Linked DNA regions of Gossypium hirsutum: region 2 is linked to region 1. A link is a contact called in public Hi-C data. All regions are on one chromosome and are shown on one strand. The core of a region is the stretch at or near the end of the contact, and the rest is flanking DNA. Distances in the headings are between cores, read along the strand shown. Region 1 holds the start of LOC107899743 (UBP1-associated protein 2C). Region 2 holds the start of LOC107899744 (protein EMSY-LIKE 1).

Region 1 (6,146 bases), core at 1,015-3,514:
TCATTTTTTCCCTAAACGTTCTGTTTTGATTCAAATTGGTCCCTAATTGTTCATAAACTATTTTTAAAGCTATGTAGGCTTGATTTATAGTCCATAACTATACGTTTCACTCATATCTAATTATTTATGAATTGTTAATTAAATTTGTTAAACTTGATATTATCTGTTATTAATTGTTATGAATTGTACAGTAATACTCCGTAACCTTAATCCGGCGACGGGTACAGGTTATGGGTGTTACAACACAACAGTGTGTCTTATTAATTTTTAGGTGCAGGTTTTTCCACATGGCTTGGCAACATGACTGTGTCACTGAATTACATGGTCTAGGCCTTGTCACACGGTTGGCCACACAACCATGTTTTTTAACCACACGGTCTGGGATCTGTCACACGGCCTGGCCACACGGTCGTGTGACTTCTGTTGTCAATTTTTATCATATTTTTCTATTTTGTTTTAGATTAATCCCTATTTGTTTCCAAACTGGTTTTAGAGCTCCATAAGCTCGATTTAAGGATCATATTCGTATATATGTTATGAATAAAGATTGGTTTTGAATATTTGATATTTAAATTAATACTGGCTGGTTTTATGTTGTCATTGGATTCATAAACTGTAGTAATATCCCGTAAATTTAATCCGGCAACAAAGAGAGGTTAGGGGTGTTACAATCGCATCAACCCGAGTTTGACTTCTATTATGCCGAAACATCCGCTCTCCACCTGAGAGCCCTCTTATGTCCACCTTGGTGTTAGCCTTCAAACAAGAATGAAAGGATAAAGAGATCGGCTGCTTGGAAATAGAGAAAAAAATTACGTTGATTACACCAGAAATTCCCAGAGTTTTTCCGTATGATTATTACATAAATCTTATGTATGGTATATATAGGGCATTTTTATGGGTATCCAAAAAGCTTGAACTCTTGCTGCGTAACGAATGTCACCTAGCCCCCTGGTTATACTCGAACCTGTGACCACATCACGACCGGTGATTAGGTCTCCACCTAGACTTCGACCCTTGATTGTATTAAGTATTATTACCCTAAAACCTAATTTCCCCACGATGGGTTTCTAAGGATGGTCCTATCCTGCCATGACATATAAAATGTATGTGTGCTGATACGCGTTATCATATCCCCGACCCCTCAAAACTACCTAAGAACTCTTTCTGTTTCAGTCAAAAACCTTAAACCCTAAAAAAACACAAAATCCCAATCCTAAAAAAATAAAAGCCCTAACACTGGAGAGAAAAAGGAAATGCGCGTCCAACTGGGCGTACTTTCCTGCTATATGTGCAGAAAGCGTGTTCAGTTGGACACGCTTTCACTTTCTCTATCCTAAAAACGACCTATTTCCCTAATTAGATTTTAAATCAGCCTAAAGACTTAATTAAAAAGTTTAGCCTATTAAACTAATTTAGTTTAATTTAAAAGACACTGAGAGGGTAAAAATCAAACCTCTTAATTTTTTTTTTGTGGTTAGGATTGTTTTTGGTCTCAAATTTTTTCAAAATATATTCCATCACCACACATATTAATATGCTCTCATATTTTAATATATTCATGGGTAAAATATCTAAAATATAAAATTATCATTTGTCTTTCATCTCAAAATCTCATTGGATAAAATTCAAAATTTTAAAAATTATTTATTTATCTAATTAATTACTCTAAAAATACTTGATTATCAATAATTTATATCAATAATATTTTATATAAAAACACTATTAATAAATAACTATAATTATTATTTATAGAATAATATTTTATAATATTTATTTACAAGAAATGTGAAAATAAAATTTTATCTACAGCTAAATCACTTTTGATATTATTATATAATAATTAATTAAATTACATTTGATATTATTTTAATTTATCTAATTATAATTAATAAATTAATAGTACTTTTGTTATTATCACATCATAATTAGAAATAATTAATAAATTGCCAATTTAGTAATAAATAGATAATAAATGGCATTTTCATTAGTTAAAAGTTTTTTTCAAACCGTGCTAGATTATAAATTATATTATACTTAATATATATAATAAATTAAGTAATTGGTAAAATGTTACTTTTATTTGAAACATAAAATAATCATGTAAAAATTATAAGAATGTAAGCTGTTAATAGGTAAACAAGAATGACTTCACCTGGTGACCCTAGGCTAGAACTCCCGCCCCAGATTGGACAAATTGATTGTTCCACGCCCACCCTCATACAATAAGTCCATCTCAAATACTTTGGGCTTTAATTGTAAGAACCAGAAACTGTAAGGCGGATATTGTAACAGTGTTTACAAACAACAAGGTTTCATTTCATATCTTAATATTACCCAAAACAAGACAATTCCATCCTTAACCTAAAAACCCTCGTAAACTCGTGAACAAAACAGCCCATTTTTGCAGACAGAAACAAAGCCGAGAAAGGAAAGCAAAATAAATGGAGGATTTGAAGAAGAGAAAGATGGAAGAGATGGGAAACAACGACCAGTTATCAACTCAAGAAGAGCTACGTTCTTTGCTTGACCCTCTTGCTAAATCCCAGCTCGTCGATCTTCTTTCTAGACTGTATGTTTATGCCTTTCCCTTATTTTCTCAATTTCTTTTATTTTCTTATAAAAAACCGATGTAAAATTTCAATGATAGTGAATGAGGATTTCTGGGTTTTCTTTCCTTGTCTGTTTTGGGTTTTTTGAGAGTTGGTTTGGTCAAATTTAAGGTTTTGGTGAATTAGTTGCATTTTAATGGTTTTTCAAGTTTGTTTTCAAGTTATAAAAGTCCATCAAGTAAAGCTATACCAGCTGTTGAAGTAAATTTATTTATTTTATACTTCGAAAATGTGAACAGCAATACTTCATAGCTGCTTGGCCAGTTCTGAATTTTGGGGGGCTAAGGTCGGGGCGCGGGGGGCTGTGGTTAATTCTAGGGGAATTTCTTTTATATTTTTCTTAATGTTTCTGGAAGTTTTTAGCTTAAGTTTAAGATTAGTTGTTAAACTTGAACTTCTTGACCTTGTTAGCATTGTAGTTATTATAATTACTGCTCTAATGAGCTTGACCTTGTAAAATTTTAAAACGTCCAATTTTGGTTTTGATCAATTTATGGATAGCTAAAATACTTGTTTGTTTATGCTAGATTCGCCGAAGCATAGGATCTTTTAGGTATATTTATAAAGAATATTTTTTTGAGTATTTTTACATCTGCTTTATGCATTTTCCTTCCCATAATGGGCCATTTTTGCATGCTTCAGTTTGACACTTAATTCTAGGATGTTTCTGTATTGGCCTTTGGAATTAAAAGCCTTCTTATTGTTATACTTTTTCCTGAGGTTTAGTTCCTATTTTAGATGCACTTAGTTAAGGATATGGCTTTTTTAAGAACATTACCTCATTTTTCTGCTGTAAGGGTCTTGATATGTTCTTTTTACATCTGGAATCATAATAGATGTTAGACCAAATTTTTAGTGCAACTATCATTTATTCTTCCAGAAGTTCTATATAGGAGAGACATGAGTGAAACATACTCTATATGTCCGAAAAACAGTGTTACACCTTCTTTGTATGCTCTTGAAGAGAGTACATTAATCGCGAGTGAAGTGATTTTGATTCTGGAAAGCTCTAAAATGTAAAAGAGGCACTGTTGTAAAGCATATGTATTATTTTGCTTTCATGAAATATTAGAAGAATATAAGGGGACTGAAGTGCTTTGTTTATATCAGCAATCGTGTCAAGAAAAGTTCTCTAATTTTTTTTAATTAGATTCAGCTGGATAAAATATGGACCAACAAAATATCAGCAATCGTACCAGCAAATATGGAGCAACAAAATTGTAAATCTTTAGAGCTGGATTAAAGACTATTGTGAAATGAGAGGGTTGGCATATAAAGAATTAAAGACTATTGTGGCATAGAATCTTCTCCCTATGCAGTTCATTGTGTGTGTGAGAGTGTGATGCTTGTGTTAAGTGAATGTGTGCTATACGACTGTTGCTTGAAATTGTATGCTGTGTGATTGACTCTGTAGATGTGTGTTTATGTGCATGTTGACGCATAAAGAGGGTCCCAATATCCTTCGATTGCTGAAGAAATTAAAAGTATTGCCAGTTCAGATCCTGTACATCGAAAGCTTTTTGTTCGTGGCTTAGCCTGGAATACCACTTCAGAAACCTTGTGTGCTGTGAGTGCATTGCTGATTGCTGTTTGTGTTTTCTGTGATTGTCCCACTTGATATCCCACATGATATAGAGTTTTGGGTTGTCTTTTTCCTATAATTATACACCTCTGCATTATATTAATAAATTTTATTATTATAATTATATGTCTGAACTTTTAAACTCAGATCCATTTAAACTGAATGGATTGAGCCAAATTTTTTGGTCTAGGCATTTCGAATGCATGGAGAAATAGAAGAAGGGGCTGTCATCTATGACAAAGCCACAGGAAAATCTCGTGGCTATGGTTTCATTACTTACAAACACATGGAGTCAGCGCATAGTGCACTTAGAGCACCCAGCAAACTTATTGATGTAAGTAATAGCTACTTTTCAGTATACACGCATCTCAGTTCATCTCATCTCTTTTCTTTTTCTATTTTCCTTGGATGAGACTTACATGCCAACTCAATCGTTTTCTCCTTTTGGGCTTTGCTACTCACCTCTCTCCCTTTGTGTCCATACAATCATTCATTTAATTACCATAGTTCCCGTTAAACCCTGCTATTAATATAAATCTTTGCTAGGACAGATATCATAAGTGATGCAGAATATGATATGGATTCAATTTTCTAATGCATGTGCGTAGAACAAAGCGTCATACTGACTGCTATTATAATGCAATGATATACTTTAGTTTACATTTCTATTTTTAATCTCTGGAGTTAGCAAGATACGTGTTGCTATGATGGCCATGGCATCTGGAGTTAATATTTCTCCAGTGAAGCTAAATACTGAGAGGGAAAAGAGAAGGCGAAAAACACATTCTGGATCAATATCAGATAATCAGAAGATGACTTTGAGAGGTGGGCCACCTGCAGTAATGGTTAAAAAGCACTGCCACAATTGAGGCAGCATGTATTTGGAGTTTGGCACAGAGATCTTTGTTGACTTTGATTACATATTCCAGGTTGATAACATTACATAATTTCTCACAGTGACATGGTTGTAAGATGATCATATATCAATGCCATTATTATCAACGTCAACAATATCATTCACTCTCACTGTTGATTTCTTTATATTTTATATTCCAAATATGGAAAGCATATTTAATGTCATCCCACATGCAACTCTGGATTATGCACGTATCATAAGGCGAAGGAGTTGGATGCTGTATCATGCTTCAAATGCACTCTGTTCTTTGATATGCTTATGGCTGTTACATTCTCGTCATTAGCTTTTTACCTTCTTGACTGGCTTGAATTCAGGGCCGGATGGCTGTATGTAATTTAGCTTGTGAAGGGTTAACTGGGGCAAGTACCACACCTGATCTAGCTCAAAGGAAGCTCTATATTGGGGGCCTATCACCAGATGTCACTAGTGAGATGCTCCTGAATTATTTTGGAAGACATGGTGAGATTGAGGAAGGCTCAGTTGCATATGACAAAGATACAAATGAATCACGGTGCGTACTTTATCTTTTTGGATGTATCTTTGTAGTTATGTTTTTTTGTTTTGTACATGTGACGGATTGTTATCATTTACCTTTCATATGCAGTGGATTTGGTTTTGTTACATACAAGACAACCGAGGCTGCAAAGAAGGCCATCGATGACCCACAAAAGATCCTTGGGGTATGTGAGCAATGCCACTACATGTGGTGTCTATGACTTGCATTTTTTTTTTCCTATTGTTGACAAAATTTGCTGGTTAAAATTGGCATATTATCCACAGTTCAGTTGGCGGTTGCATGTAAATCCAGTAGCCACTATGATAGAAGTGAAAGAATGTAAATTGGATGCCTCCATAAGTTTTACACATGGAGGTTGAGATAGTGGGGAGTTATTCTCCCCAAATTATTATAATTCCTACAATTTGGGGTATATAATGGAAGTTATTTTTATTTGAACAGTGCCATGATGAATAGCTTGATAGTTTGGGTCGCTTTGCAGGGGAGAACTATCATTGTGAAGCTTGCTGATACCCACAA
Region 2 (6,146 bases), core at 1,571-4,070, 140 kb before region 1:
AAAAGGTATTAAAATTTGGCATATGTATCCTGATTTTATTTTTGTTAAATGTTAAAACATTTGGTCTTTATGTAAATTTAGTAATGGAATTGGTGCCACTTAACTCTTGAAACTATACACAATCAAGAGCATTATATACAAAACATCAATATAAAAAATAAAAATCATATTTGTCAACACAAACTTTGCTGCTACACAAGGTAAAGACTAGAAAACACAACGAACTTTAAAATAAAAAAAATCATATCTACTTACCTCTTTGAGATCAACCCATTCCCAAGTCTCATTTGCTGTATTAATATCATAAACCAAAGCATGTCGACCCTGTAAAACAACAATAAAATATACCGTTGATGACTTAGCATTACATGGAATTAATACAAGTAATTCTAAAAGTCATTTTACAATCATTAGAAGATAATTAAACCATAGTGGATAAAGAATAATCCTTTTGAATAATCAGATTATAATTATGGAGGACTTTAGAACATTGATACTTCGCCCCAGCTCAAAATATTAACAGATTGCAGACAAATTAGTAAAACATAGATAAATAAAATACTTGCAGTATTGGGTAAAAATAGGCGTACTATGCAGTCAATCCTCTCTATAACAACTAAATGCACCAGCTTATGATGAGTCACAAAGAGAGAGACAGAAAATGCCTTTGTATGCCTTGAACATACCTCAGAGCGATTGTAATCAGTGATTACAGCCTCGTAGAAATGGTTGTCTTCAGGCCATCTTGTCCACACTTTCCTTCCAATTAAGGGATCAAAAGTTGCTCCTTCAGCACGTTCATTCGCTGAAAGGCTAGCGATAGTACCACGGTTATTGAATTGCCTATTTCCAGCAGAAACTGCAGCAGGATAATGCATAGGCTTTGCCGAGGATAAGCCAGGCAATGACTGACCCTGCAGGGGAAATTTTCAAGTAATACAAGTCAATGTACGCATTCACATTTCTATAACGAAATCATTGTCATTGCTTCTTGCATTTGGTCCAAGCTCCTAAAGCAGCTTTGCTAGCTAGCATCCAAAGAAGAAAGCTTAACACAAAGAACTACTAATAATGTTCTAAAACTTGTTATTCCACCAGCAATGGTAGGGAGATTTACCGATTGAGATGTCTTCTGTTTCTTGCGAGATGCTGAAACAGTTGGACTAGGCAAAATACTGTGGACGCTATGAGATGCACCAAGTCTCGCAGGCTGGTTCCCACCACTTTGCCTCCAGTCCCTGATACAATTGCCCATTTATAATCCATTAAACAGAATAATAATCAATCACTGGACCCTGAAGTCAGAGTAATTCATGAAGCATCCGAACCTTATCCTTCTGATAATATCATCAGCATTAACCTTAGTCAGAAGCTCTCTATGCTCATCATCTGACACCCTCAGTTCTTTCCTAAGTTCTGTTATCAGGCCTTCCTTTTCCTGAAGATGCCAGCATATGCCAAAGCATGGAAACCCGATCAACATGAAATAAACAGGAAAGCAAATTAAAACCAAGTCCAACAAGTGTAAATACATCATACCCAAGTAATGGCATCGGATTGAGCTTTAAAAGCACGCAGAACAGCACAGTAAGCTTCTTGCTCAAGTAGATGTATTTGGGCCTCCATGTCAGAATGCATCCTAGAATATGAAGCAGAACCTACAATAGATCTTCCATTTCCAGCAATATTACCCCTTATTGGAACTCTAGTTGGATGTGAAGGAGGCAAATCATCATCGGTACCTGTTGTCATTATAAAAACAAGAATGACCAAGCAGCATAGAGGCATCCAGGGCAATTAATAGTATTCTGATGCCCTTGTTTGCAAGGCTCAAAAGAACAGTTATAAGGAAATGCAATCGAACAAATATACATAAAAAAATATGGAAATAAATGGATTTATCATGAATCTTCTTGTATAGTAACAAAAAATCTAGCATAATATGGACAAAGAATTGAAAGAGAGAGAGAGAGAGAGAGAAAAGAAAATTGCTTTTTTCTCTCAAACAGAAAAAAGAAATTATATACTGAAGTTCTCTATATTTGAATCCCACTTAGAATTCAAATAAAAAATGTCGAAATAAAACCCAAAAGTTACCCAGAAAGCAAAAGCCAAACAACAGCCTTTCCGCAATGAAATTTATCAAAAAGTCAATGACCCCAATTAATTAAACCCTAAACCCTCATTTCTAATCTTACCCCCACCCAAAAAGAAAATGAATGCACCCATTATCCAATTTTCAAATATCGAAAGGAAAAAAAGGAGGTGAAGAAGAAAAATGAACCCAGAAACAGCAACATTGTTTAATACAACAATTATGACATTAATAAATGCAACATACCACTACTATCGCAAACTTCATAGTCCATACCGAGAAATAAAAAGACGAAGCAGTAAAAGATGTTCTCTTTGTTGAAGGAAAACACCAACCCACAAAAACCCTAACGAGAAGTTGCCCAGAGAGAGAGAAAGAGAGAAGGAAATTAAAGGAAGAAGCTGCCGACGATGCAAAAATCCTATCCAAATCCAAGTAAAGTACAGAGATTTAGAGAGAAAGTTGAAAGGTATGTATATGTTGGTTATTTCGAAAGAGATATTATTGAAGGCAGGGGTAGGGGTAAGAGAGGGCGAGGGAGGGACTTTTTGGACTTGAAATGAAAAACTTCACGGCTTCGCTTTGCATTTGTTTTGGAAGAGATTGATTTGGTTTGCTGTGTCCTATTTTAAAGTGTTCTCGTTTATAGATAGTTCTCGTTTAGAGATAGTTCCGGTCCAGTTCGGACATGTATTGTTCTGCTCCAAAGATCTTTGTTTTAGTCATACATACATATTTCACTCTATTGTCTTCCGGATTTCTATTATTGCTTTAGGCCTTTTGGGCTTGCTGCCTTCCTTTCTTTTCTTCTATCTATTTGGGTTTGATCTTTTCATTTCTTTAAAATTTCCGAGGATTTCTTTAGATAAATTATTAAAAAATTATAAAAAATATAAAAAAAATTAGTTGAATCAGTTCTTTTAGCTTGGTAAGTACCAATTCACGGGCTGATACCCCTATCGATTCTAGTTAAATCAACTGTGGCTTGTTTCGATTCTGAAAATCATGAAATAAAATAAAAGGGTAATTATATTATGTTCTAGTAATTACAAGGAACAATAATTTCCTAAATGTGTTTGACTAGTTTTGTAACGCCTTCCACCTGATTTGTCAGATTTGGATTTCGGGTGTTACTACACACAATACTTAACAATTTAACATAACAAATTACAATTTCCCATCTTTTTAAATTTTTTATTTATCATTTTAATTGAAAAACTTAATATCTAAAAACAGAGGGAGTATTTAAAAATACTTATTACATCAGACATGATACAAATCATTACAATAAAGAAGTTTGTTAACTATAGACACCACAACCTTATAAGTTCAAAAGAACTTAGTGAGCATTAGTATAAATTACCTTGGTGAATACTTTATTTTTTAAAAAGAACACATATGTGCCAATCTTTCTTTTGAACCCCTTAAATCGAGCAAACTCCACTACAGTTTTGATACACACATACACACTAACTATCATACTCTTAGTATACCACTTCTTTCTTTTCTAACTAATTGAAGATTCTTTCAGACATTTCTTAATTCTCTTGTTTACATATGTACTTCCAGGCAGAACATACCTTCAGAATCTATTTCATACAGACCACATCCTAATACTTGTACTTATCTCAAAGCAATTGTTCAGTAAACATAAATCATGGCCGAATACATACAAATTTTGGCGAATACTTATGTAGATCAGAAGACCATCAAACTATTAATCAAATCACACTCTGATTCAATACCACCTAACCCATACTAATAGTATAGTACGTAGATCAATTAGATGACTTCCATGTCATTTTACTCCAGAAACCCTGACGCTCAAAATAATCAATAATAAGATTTCATATGATTTCAGATAGTCATTATACCACCCAAATATGACAGATTCCATATAACTCTGATTCAACCATTTCATAACACAAACAAACCCACAATGAAAAATTCTTAGGTCACACATAGATATGAATATATCAATATCCAACATTATCAGACCATCATGGCGGATACCTTTATTAATATACAAATACACAGTTCTTTTCAAAAACTTATTCAATTATTTCACAAATCTTACTCAACCTTTAACCCTGAGCATATCAATACCTTATCTTAACCATACTTATTACAAATCTAACAGAATTTATCCATAATTTACCATAAAAATAGATATACATAACTTACCAGACATACATGACAAATCACGCTACAAGAGCCAAACATAACACGCCATAAAGGCATCATACAAACTCTTGTGTTTATTGTCCCTATAACACCCTAACCCGTATCTATCGCCAAAATAGGACTACAGAGCATTACCGTATAAACAGAACAATAAACCATTCAATTCATCCATCAATGCAAACATAATATAATTACATTCAATTACATTCATAACGTCCCTTAATCGAGTCCTCGAGGCCCTAAAAATACTATAGAAACAATTCAAGACTAAACCGAAAACATTTGGAAATTTCAAGAAAAAGTTAGAAAATTTGGACTGTAGGGGTCACACGCCGTGTGGCTAGGCCGTGTGTCTCACACAGTTGAGACACACGCCCGTGTCTTAGGCTGTGTAACCTTTGAAATAGGGACATACGACCGTGTCCTAGCCCGTGTCCTCGCCTGTGTAACTCTCTGAGTTCGGTTACACGGCCAAGCCACACGCCCGTGTGCTAGGCCGTGTAACACTCGAAATAGCCTCACATGCCCGTGTGCCAGGCTGTGTGTTAGGCCCTGTAACTGCCTGACTTGGGAGCCCTAAATCTACAGAGGACACATGGTCGTGTGTCATACACGGCTGAGACACACGCCCGTGTCTCAGGCCTTGTGGACCTATAATGAACCTTAAACAACAAGTTTACCATTTCAAGCTTACTTGGGTCCTAAGTAAACAATTTACCAACCAAAACACCTATTCAAAGTGACATTAATCAAGCCAAAAATATACCAAATCAACTTATTAAATGCCTAACCAATGTACCCTCAGGTACCACAAGTATATACAATTTTATATCAAAACAAATCTTCAAACACAACTTATCACTTACTCAAACCTAACATCTAATTCAATAACATCTCAAACATACCATATCTTAGCTATACTATAATCAATTCATCACCTACTAATTTGGCCATTCAAATATGCATCACCACTTTAATACATATTATTAAGACATCAAAAGTACCAAAAAGGTATCAACCAAAATAACTTATACAGCCAACTTTATACTTAACTATTTACATATCCAAAACATTAGTATCAACAGTCAAACCTATTACGTGCCATATAATCTGGAATAAACGTTCCAAAAACTACCGAGTTATGCTGGATAGTGTGACTTAAGTGCTGATCAGATCATCCAACCTTCCGAGTATAGAAATAAATACAACAATTCAAACAATATCAATTCAACAATGAAGGTTCCTTGTCATCCATAATCTCAACTGATAAATCACATACATTCAATTTAATACTCAAATGTATAGCAAATTCACCAAATTCATTAAACAAATTATCTTAACGAGATTTTCAATTCAAGGAACGACTTACAGATAGGAGCATATCGTCAGTCCAACCATAACACGCCAAATGCTCATACGAGCCAATCCCTCCAAAACACACCAAATGCTCATAAGAGTTGATCCAACTGAAACACGCCAGTGCTCATAAGAGCTAGTCTAACCGAAACACGCCAAACATAGAGTATAACACAAGAGTTCACAATAAATGCTGAATCTCGGTTTACTCTGGAAATAAATATATACATCTCTCCAAAGTCCTCTCCATTCTAATCCCCACAACACGCCATATCACGACTATACTCTATCCCGCATTTAATCCAATCTGAACATCAAATTCAATAACAAATCTCAAATAGTAATTCATTATCAACAATTAAACATGTATTGTATCATGTTATACTATTCAACAAATCATATAGATGTTAAATTTTAAACCGTACGAACTTACTTGGACTGAATTGTAGTAGTTACAGAAGTTCAAGAGCTATTTCACTATTTTTCCTTTTCCACGAGTATCTACGGAATC

What was found. Hi-C and Micro-C count contacts between places; a contact is called where the count stands out from the background.
Region 2: a contact with region 1 is called in a Hi-C map of leaf, with 4 times the contacts expected there. The contact joins the promoter of LOC107899744 here to the promoter of LOC107899743 in region 1. A contact is called at or near these places in 8 of 34 Hi-C or Micro-C datasets (callus, hypocotyl, leaf and 2 more).

Annotation. Positions count from the first base shown.
Region 1 is chrD04:25,685,542-25,691,687 of Gossypium_hirsutum_v2.1, reverse strand. LOC107899743 (UBP1-associated protein 2C) reads left to right here and starts at 2,264. Exons shown (of 6, transcript XM_016825527.2): 1 at 2,264-2,572; 2 at 4,059-4,179; 3 at 4,385-4,528; 4 at 5,425-5,621; 5 at 5,715-5,790; 6 at 6,109-6,146. The coding sequence starts at 2,445.
Region 2 is chrD04:25,830,887-25,837,032 of Gossypium_hirsutum_v2.1, reverse strand. LOC107899744 (protein EMSY-LIKE 1) reads right to left here and starts at 2,820. Exons shown (of 10, transcript XM_016825528.2): 1 at 2,342-2,820; 2 at 1,540-1,742; 3 at 1,329-1,438; 4 at 1,118-1,238; 5 at 687-914; 6 at 256-324. The coding sequence starts at 2,369.